Linked DNA regions of Callithrix jacchus: region 1 is linked to region 2. The links are chromatin contacts, called in public Hi-C maps. All regions are on one chromosome and are shown on one strand. The core of a region is the stretch at or near the end of the contact, and the rest is flanking DNA. Distances in the headings are between cores, read along the strand shown.

Region 1 (4,182 bases), core at 1,500-3,999, 230 kb before region 2:
TCCTGATCTGCTACCAAAGTCTGTCTCTGTCACTCCTCCCTGCGCATCATAGTTTGGACTTGAGAACAGGCAGATTTCCTTGAATGTCTTCCTGGGCAGAGCAAGTTGCTGGTTTAAGCTGGGGCTCCAGTCCAGGATCATCAAATGCCATAGAACAAAGCTGTAAGGTCAGTTGTAACAGAGACGGCTCATGTGTCCACCAAAGCCTACATCATGGGCAAACAGCTAGACTACACCTCTCATTCCCTTATAACCAGGTGATATGGTTTTGCTGTGTCCCCCCCCCAAATCTCATCTTGAATTCTCAGGTGTTATGGGAAGAACCTGGTGGGAGGTAATTGAATCATGAGGGCAGATCTTTCCTGTGCTGTTCTCATGATAGTGAATAAATCTCATGAGAGCTGATGGTTTTATAAGGGGGAGTTTCCCTGCATAAGCTCTCTTTCTCTTTGCCTCCTGCCATCCATGTAAGACGTGACTTGCTCCTCCTTGCCTTCCACCATGATTGTGAGGCCTCCCTAGTCACATGGAGCTGTAAGTCCATTAAATCTCTTTCTTTTGTAAATTGCCTAGTCTTGGATATGTCTTTATCAGCAGCATGAAAATGGACTAATACACCAGCTGTGAGGAGTTATGCCCAGGTGTGGTCATGTGGCTCAATTCTGGCCAGTGGAATGTGGGTGAAAGGAGTAAGTGCTTCTTCTAGGTCAGCCTGCAAAAACCTCCTGGGTCAGTGTCCCAGGTGCCTTCCCCCTCTGTTGGCTTGGAGCAGCCAGTCATAGTGGTCTTGGGGGCCATGTGTTGAAGATGGCAGAGTCAGAAGAGGGAAGAAGCCTGGGTCTCCAAATCCCTGCTTGGAAGAGAGCCACTCCTGTGTGGGTAGTAGCACACAGTTTCACCTGAATGGCATTGAGCCACTATTTGAGGATTTACCTGTTCCTCTAATATACCAGTTTCAGGGACAGAGACAATGGCTTACGTCAGGAATGTGGATTCAGTCTGGACAAGACAAGTGGGATTTGTGGAACTTACTGGGGCTGCTGCCACTGGAATAATGTCCTGGCTTGCAGCCGCCTCTGGGTATTAAAGAGTAGGAACTGAGGACCCTCAGTTCCCTTCTGGAAGAGGTTAGTAGGGCCTGCCGGAGCTTGGTGGCAGGTGCTGGTCAGGAGCAACCTGGACTGGGGCCAGTATACCGGGCAGACCAAGCCAGGCCTGGGTGGCAGCTGCTCCATCCATGCCAGGACTCATGCACTGGGCTCTCAGCCTTCCTCCGTCAATGCCAGAGGGCTGGTGTGATGGAAGATGCCCCAGTTCTAGCAGATCTTGGCTTTTGCTCCATGCCCCACATCAGCCAGCTACGTGACCTTGGACAAGGCCCTTCTCTGACCCTCTGCAGGATTCCTTTCCTTTGCAGCAGCCGAGTGTGGACTAGATGATCTTGGATGTCTATGAATGTGAATTTTGAAAGCTTTCGTACAGACTAGTACAGACAGATTAAACCCTAAGAGTTTCTAGAGTTCGTGGAACCCCACCCCATTCTGAATTCCAAGGCTGTGGTTCTGCCTTAGTGTAGTTGCTGGGGCATGGTATCAAACAGCACTTTCACTTTCCCTGTGACCCTAAGTCAGGGACTTCAAGATCTAAATTCTTTCAAACTCTTTTGAATGAAATGGGAAGCATCTCATCCCCAGCCCTCATCTCTATTCACCTGGATATTGTGATTCCCCCACTGGGCAGAGATGTCTCATGTTTCCCCTGTAACCATTTTGTTTATTTATTTATTTATTTGAGACAGAGTCTCACTCTGTCACCCAGGCTGGAGTGCAATGGCGCGATCTCGGCTTACTGCAACCTCCGCCTCCTGGGTTCAAGCAATTCTCATGCCTCAGCCTCCTGAGTAGCTGGGATTACAGGCACGCGCCAACACACCTGGCTAATTTTTGTATTATTTAGTAGAGAATGAGTTTCACCATGTTGGCTAGACTGGTCTCTAATTCCTGACCTCAAGTGATCTGCCTGCCTTGGCCTCCCAAAGTGTTGGGATTATAGGCATAAGCCACTGTGTCTGCCCCACTGATTTTATTTAATTAACACATCCATAGCACTGGCTAGGTCCTGGACACTGTTCTTGGAGTTTTCTATATGTTAACTCACTTAATCCTTGTAACAACCTGCTGATGTGGGTGCTATTGTTATCTTCATATGATGGATAAGAACTCTAAGGCCCAGAGAGATTAAGGAGCATGCCCCTAGTTTTTTAGCAGTAAGAGGCCCAGGTGGGATTTGAACCTAAATAGTCTGGCTTCAAAGTCCATCCTGTTGCCCACTGAGATACACAGCCTCTCATAAACACTCCTTGAAAGTCCATATCCTCCAGAGTCTCTAACACATCCTCCTGAGAGCTTTGCTCTCCTGCTTCCGAATCACAGCCCTAGATGGTCTGGTCTCAACCTGACCCTGTGTTTTTAGCTCTGTTTCCTTCTGCATATTTTCCTGCATGTTTTTCTCTTTGTGAAATCTGTCCATAGATTAATGATAACATTGCCAGGTCCCATGCCAGGACTCTCAGTCCCAAGAAGTGGCAGGAGAAGGCTCTGGACATTGTGGCTCCATCATGGTCCAGAGTGTGCCCAGGGCCTGGGGACTGGCTGTCACAGGGATTTACAGGTGTTACAACTGACATCTTGTTTTTGCCAGGACCAGTCAGAGAATCCCAGGCTTGACTGAAATACTATTGTTTGCCACCCTGCTGTCCCTGGGCATGAGGCCTGCAGACCCTCACCCCCAAGGGATCAGGGTATTTTACTGCCTGGCAGGCCAGATGACACACCCTGACTTGTCTGGAGGCTGAACCTAGGGTGGTGGGAGAGAGGGGGGACCTTGCCTTCTCTTGCTTAATATGGGGTGGGATAATCCAGCCAGGCGAAAACATATTCCATCTGATCTCCCATTATTCTAAGTGTTCAGTCTTTGTTCAGGTTGCTGCTTCCTCCCTATCCCCTGTCCCCTCCCTGTGGTTTTGTGCTTTTAGACTGAAGGGAGTGCAGGTAAGAGCGTGAACTTTGCAGTCCCACAGATTAATTTGCAACTCAACCACTTACTCTGTGTGCAACCATGGGCAAGGTACTTATCCCTGTTGTGCCTCAGTTTCCTTAGCTACAAGGAAGGGAGAAAAAAGAGTGCCTACCTCACAGAATTTTTGTGAGGACCAAAGTAATAGGCAGTAGCTGCAAGGTGTTTTCTACAGTGCCGGGCGTGTAACAAGAGACTGTGGACATTGTGACCAAGAGCGAGGACTCTGGCCAGACGGCCTGGCTGCAAATCGCAGCTCTGCTACTTACAACCTGGGTGACCTGGTGTAAGTTACTTAATGTCTCTGTGTCTCAATTTCCTCTTCTGTAAAATGGGGATGATGAACGTCCTTATTTCAGAGGATCATTGTAATGATTAAATGAATTTGCATTTGTGAAACACTTAGCATGCCTGGTGCCTAGCAAACATTCAGTGTTTGTCAAATAAACTATGTAAGTGTTCAAGACATGCTGGCTATTACTTTCATTAAGTTTCTATTATTATTAATAACTTTATATTATGTCCTATAAAGGAAGCAGGACAAATACTGGTTACTTCACTCTGCAGATGAAAGGTTAAGTGATGGGGCAGATCCTCAGGTTAGCCCCTGCTGTCACTTGAGTGAAGAATTATATCTTCTCCTCACTGTCTGTGTGCCCCCAGGTGCTCCTGTTGACCTCTTGCCACTCTACAGCCTGTCCTGTCTTTTTTTTTGAGACAGGGTTTCGTTCTTGTTGCCTAGGTTGGAGTGCAGTGGTGCAATCTGGGCTCACTGCAAACTCTACCTCCTGGGTTCAAGTGATTCTCCTGCCTCATCCTCCTGAGTATCTGGGATTACAAGCCTGCCACCATGCCCAGCGAATTTTTTGTATTTTTAGTAGAGACTAGGTTTCACCATGTTGGCCAGGCTGGTCTTGAACTCCTGACCTCAAGTGATCCACCCACCCTGGCCTTCCAAAGTTCTGGGATTACAGGCATGAGCCACTATGCCAGGCCTGTCCTGTGTTTTTGACACCCAAATCTGATCATGCCATTCCCCCTGCTTCAAGCCCCTGATGGTGGCCTGTAGGAACATGTCTCTTCCTTGGCAGGGCCCATGACACTCTG
Region 2 (3,765 bases), core at 996-3,495:
GCAGAGGCTGCAGTGTGCCGAGATTGCACCACTGCACTCTATCCTGGGTGACAGAGAGACACTCTGTCTCAAAAAAAAAAAAAAAAATTACTGTTAGATTATATGTGAAAAAAATAATAAAGCCCTAAAAAGATTCTGAATTCACATATACTTCACAAGTATCTTTAAGTTTTTGTTTCACTGGAAAGAAACTTAAATTGGGCTGGGCATGGTGGCTCACAGTATAATCTGAATACTTTTGGAGGCTGAGGCAGTAGAATTGGTTGAGCCCAGGAGTTCAAGACCAGCCTGGGCAACATAGAGAGACCATGTCTCTACAAGAAAATTAAAAAAAAAAAAAAATTAGCCAGCCATAGTGGCATGTGCCTGTAGTCCCAGCTACTTGGGATGCTGAGGCAGGAGGATTGCTTGAGCCTGGGAGGTTGAGGCTGCAGTGAGCCATAATTATGCTACTGAACTCCAGCCTGGACAACAGAGCAAGTCAGTTTCTGTCTCTCTCTCTCCCCCCTGCCCTTCCCCTCTTCCCTCCCTCCCTCCTTCTCTCTCTCTTTCTCCCCCCTTCTCTCTCTCCCCCCCTTCCTTCTCTCTCTCTCTCTCTCCCCCCCCTTCTTTGTCTCCCTCCTTCCTCTTCTCTCTCTCTCTCTCTCTCTCTCTCTCTCACACACACACACACACACACAAACACACACAGCATGGTGGCTCATGCCTGTAATCCCAGCAGCATTTTGGGAGACATAGGCGGGTGGATCATAAGGTCAAGAGATTGAGACCATTTTGGCCATCATGGTGAAATGCCGTCTCTACTAAAAATACAAAAATTAGCTGGGCATGCCTCTATTCCCAGCTACTCAGAAGGCTGAGACAGGAGAATCACTTGAACCCCAGGAGGTGGAGGTTGCAGTGAGCAGAGATCCTGCCACTGCATTCCAGCCTGGTGACAGAGTGAGACTTTGTCTAAAAAAAAAGAAATTGGAAATCATAGATAATGTTTATCTATAAGAGACAATGAGGGGGACCATACTTGAAAGAACTTGGCCTTCTGTTATTGGCAAGTGAGTACATAGGTTTGTTTTTCAGTGTTTTAAGTTTGAATGTTGTCAGTTAAAATACATATATCTTTTCTTTGCATGATTTTCTGCTTTACTGACTTTTTATTGAACAAACACTGTTCCATTCACCACAGACAAGTGGGACAGAAGGAAATGAATCCTACCCTCCAGAGCTGGCCTCAAAGTAAGAAATTTTGAAGTGTTGTTTTAGCTAAAAAAAATTAATACTTAAAAATTTGCATACTATCCCATATTTATAAACAAAAGTATTTTTCTTTTCAAAGATCTAAAATTGCAGCTTAGGGCCAGGCACGGTGGCTCACACCTGTAATCCCAGCACTTAGAAAGGCCAAGGTGGGTGGATTACTTGAGGCCAGGAGTTCAAGACCAACCTGTCCATCATTGTAAAACCCTGTCTCTACTAAAAGTACAAAAATTAGCTGGGCATGGTGACGTGTGCCTGTAATCCTAGCTATTTGGGAGGCTGAGGCAGGAGAATCGCTTGAACCTGGGAGGCGGAGGTTATAGTGAGCCAAGATCATGCCACCACACTCCAGCCTCTGCGACAAAGCGAGACCCTATCAAAAAAAAAAAAAAAAAAAAAAAAATGCAGCTTAGCTGAATTCTTAATAGAAGGTGGTGATTTAGATGCCTTCTCTTCTGGTTTGTCTTCTGTGTCTGTGTGCACCTGGTGCCATTGTGCTCTGGAAAGCAGGTACACTGGAGCCCTGGAGTTGAGGCTGGCTAGTGCTTTGCAGTGCCTGGCAATGCCCAGGCTTTCGTCCCTGGTCTGTTCCCTGGGGTTCCCATGTGTGGTGGTGAGGCAGCGGTGTGTGTTCATAGGGGCCCCTCTGTCAAGAGGCTGTGTCAGAAGCCAGCCTGCTGTCCTGCCTTGGAGGTTGATCCTTCACCCTAGCGGGGCAGACACTGAGGGCCAGCACTCTGGTCACGCCAAGGACGCTATGGTGACCCACTGAAAAATGAGCTATTCCCCTGCCCACCCCTGCCTGCTGTGCCCCCAGGCACCCTTTTGGGGATTACTCACATGCTCTTCTGGTATCAGTTTAGGAGATTATTAGACCTTCCATTTATTTACTCGATTCTCCTCCCTGCTCCCAACAATAATAACTCAGGAACCCGTGCCCCAGCCGTGCTGGGAACATGCTTAGAAAGTGAGGGGGAACCTTTGGACCGGCACCCATGTGGTTTTGAATCACTTAAGGACAATCTGCCTGAGTCACTGGCTTGGTGGCCATGGGCCAAGCAAGGAATCATCCAGTAGCGCCTCTGCCCTCACTGTCCTCCTCCTCCAGGTTCCTGTACAGAGAGGAAGCCAGCGGGAGGCCCCACTACCAAGACATTGACTCGTGTGCCCCCGTGTGGCCCTGATGGAAGGTTCAGAAAATGCAGCCAGGTTTTCCCAGCCTTGCTCCGCCAAGGCCAGAGGATGCCCTAAGGACAGCCTACAGCCCCTGCACCCCTCTTTTTGCATAATCTTTGATTTTTCTTGCTATTATTTCTTAACGGTTAAGCGTCCCAAGGCCTCATTTAACTTGAGTTAAAGAAGTGTGGTTTTGGGGGGTTCAAAGATTTTCTGTTGGTGTAGGGAATGTCCTCCCGGTTCTGAGAGACTTCCTCCAACACACAGCCTGTTGCAGGTATGCATTCTTAGTAAAAGGGGCAGGGACAAAAGCTCCGCCTGTCCCTCTTATACTTTCAGACTGTAATCAATCAGCAGGCAGTCACCAAACACCTGTTCAGACTGTGATGTTAAATTTCCAGGATCAGGACCAGAGTCTGGTACAGACACAAGCCTTCCAGTGCTTGTATTTTTAACTCCTTAGACGCTTGGACCTTTTGTGGGCTCCTTGGGCAGTGGTCATGAAGGAAGAGTGCTCCCAGGGGATGAGCAAGGTGATCCCCTTTGGATGGGAAGAAAAGAGTCAATGTCCATCTGTTTTCTTTATGCCACGAAACATGTTCCCTTTATAGTTTTATAATTGCACTTAAATAAAAAATATTTGGGAGGTTATAGTGGAAGCTGTTGGTGTCCCCCGGCCATAGCTGTGTCCCTTGGTCTGCCACAGAGGTCACTCCCAGAATAAACTTAGGACTCCCTGTGTATCCTTTTGAGGGTGACCTGAGCCACCATATTATGGGGTAGAGGCTAACACCTGATAGGCCTCACATTTTTGGCAATTTGATTTTAAGAAAACTCGTAGGTATACATCATCATTCTGATAACAGCCGCCATTATTGAGCACCTACTGTGTACCTGGTGCTTGATAATGATTACGTTCTAAATGTCATACCCACTCCGGAAGGTAGATATTATCCTCTCCCATCCCACCTTTCTTTAAAGAGATGAGGAAACTGAGGCTCAGCAATGACTGTGGGGATCTGGGAGCGATTTGCAGTTCTTGCTGGAACGAAGGCCCATTCGCCCTCCTTGCTGCCGTGCTGGCTCCTCTACAGTGCGAGCAGCCTTTACATTCTGCACCACTAAGGTCACACAGAGGGTCCTGATCCTTCTCCTTCTGCCTCTTCTTGTTCTCCTCCCTCTGTTCCTCTTGGATTCTCAGGAGCTAGTGTTACCCCAGAAATGAAGAATTCAAGACTGTTCACACTCACATAGAACCATCTGCTCTCTTAGCCTCAGGGCAGGGCTGATGGGGGTGGTATTTAGCCCCTTGGAGAGGTGGTGCAAACATAGAAC

The links. A called contact is a pair of places that touch in the nucleus more often than the background predicts.
Region 1: a Hi-C map of skeletal muscle shows a contact between it and region 2, with 4 times the contacts expected there. The contact joins two enhancer-like sites. A contact is called at or near these places in 2 of 3 Hi-C or Micro-C datasets (both in skeletal muscle).

Annotation. Positions count from the first base shown.
Region 1 is chr14:69,065,543-69,069,724 of calJac240_pri, reverse strand. The region is part of intron 1 of PRKCE (protein kinase C epsilon); the gene reads left to right. Among named protein-coding and RNA genes, the nearest start is that of PRKCE, 59 kb to the left of the region's middle. Within about 2 kb of position 2,749, at least 1 of the 16 cell types and tissues checked has an H3K27ac peak or open chromatin away from gene starts, as enhancers often do. A contact at or near this core is called in skeletal muscle, where this site is marked.
Region 2 is chr14:68,832,026-68,835,790 of calJac240_pri, reverse strand. The region is part of intron 2 of PRKCE (protein kinase C epsilon); the gene reads left to right. Among named protein-coding and RNA genes, the nearest start is that of PRKCE, 290 kb to the left of the region's middle. Within about 2 kb of position 2,245, at least 5 of the 16 cell types and tissues checked have an H3K27ac peak or open chromatin away from gene starts, as enhancers often do. A contact at or near this core is called in skeletal muscle, where this site is marked.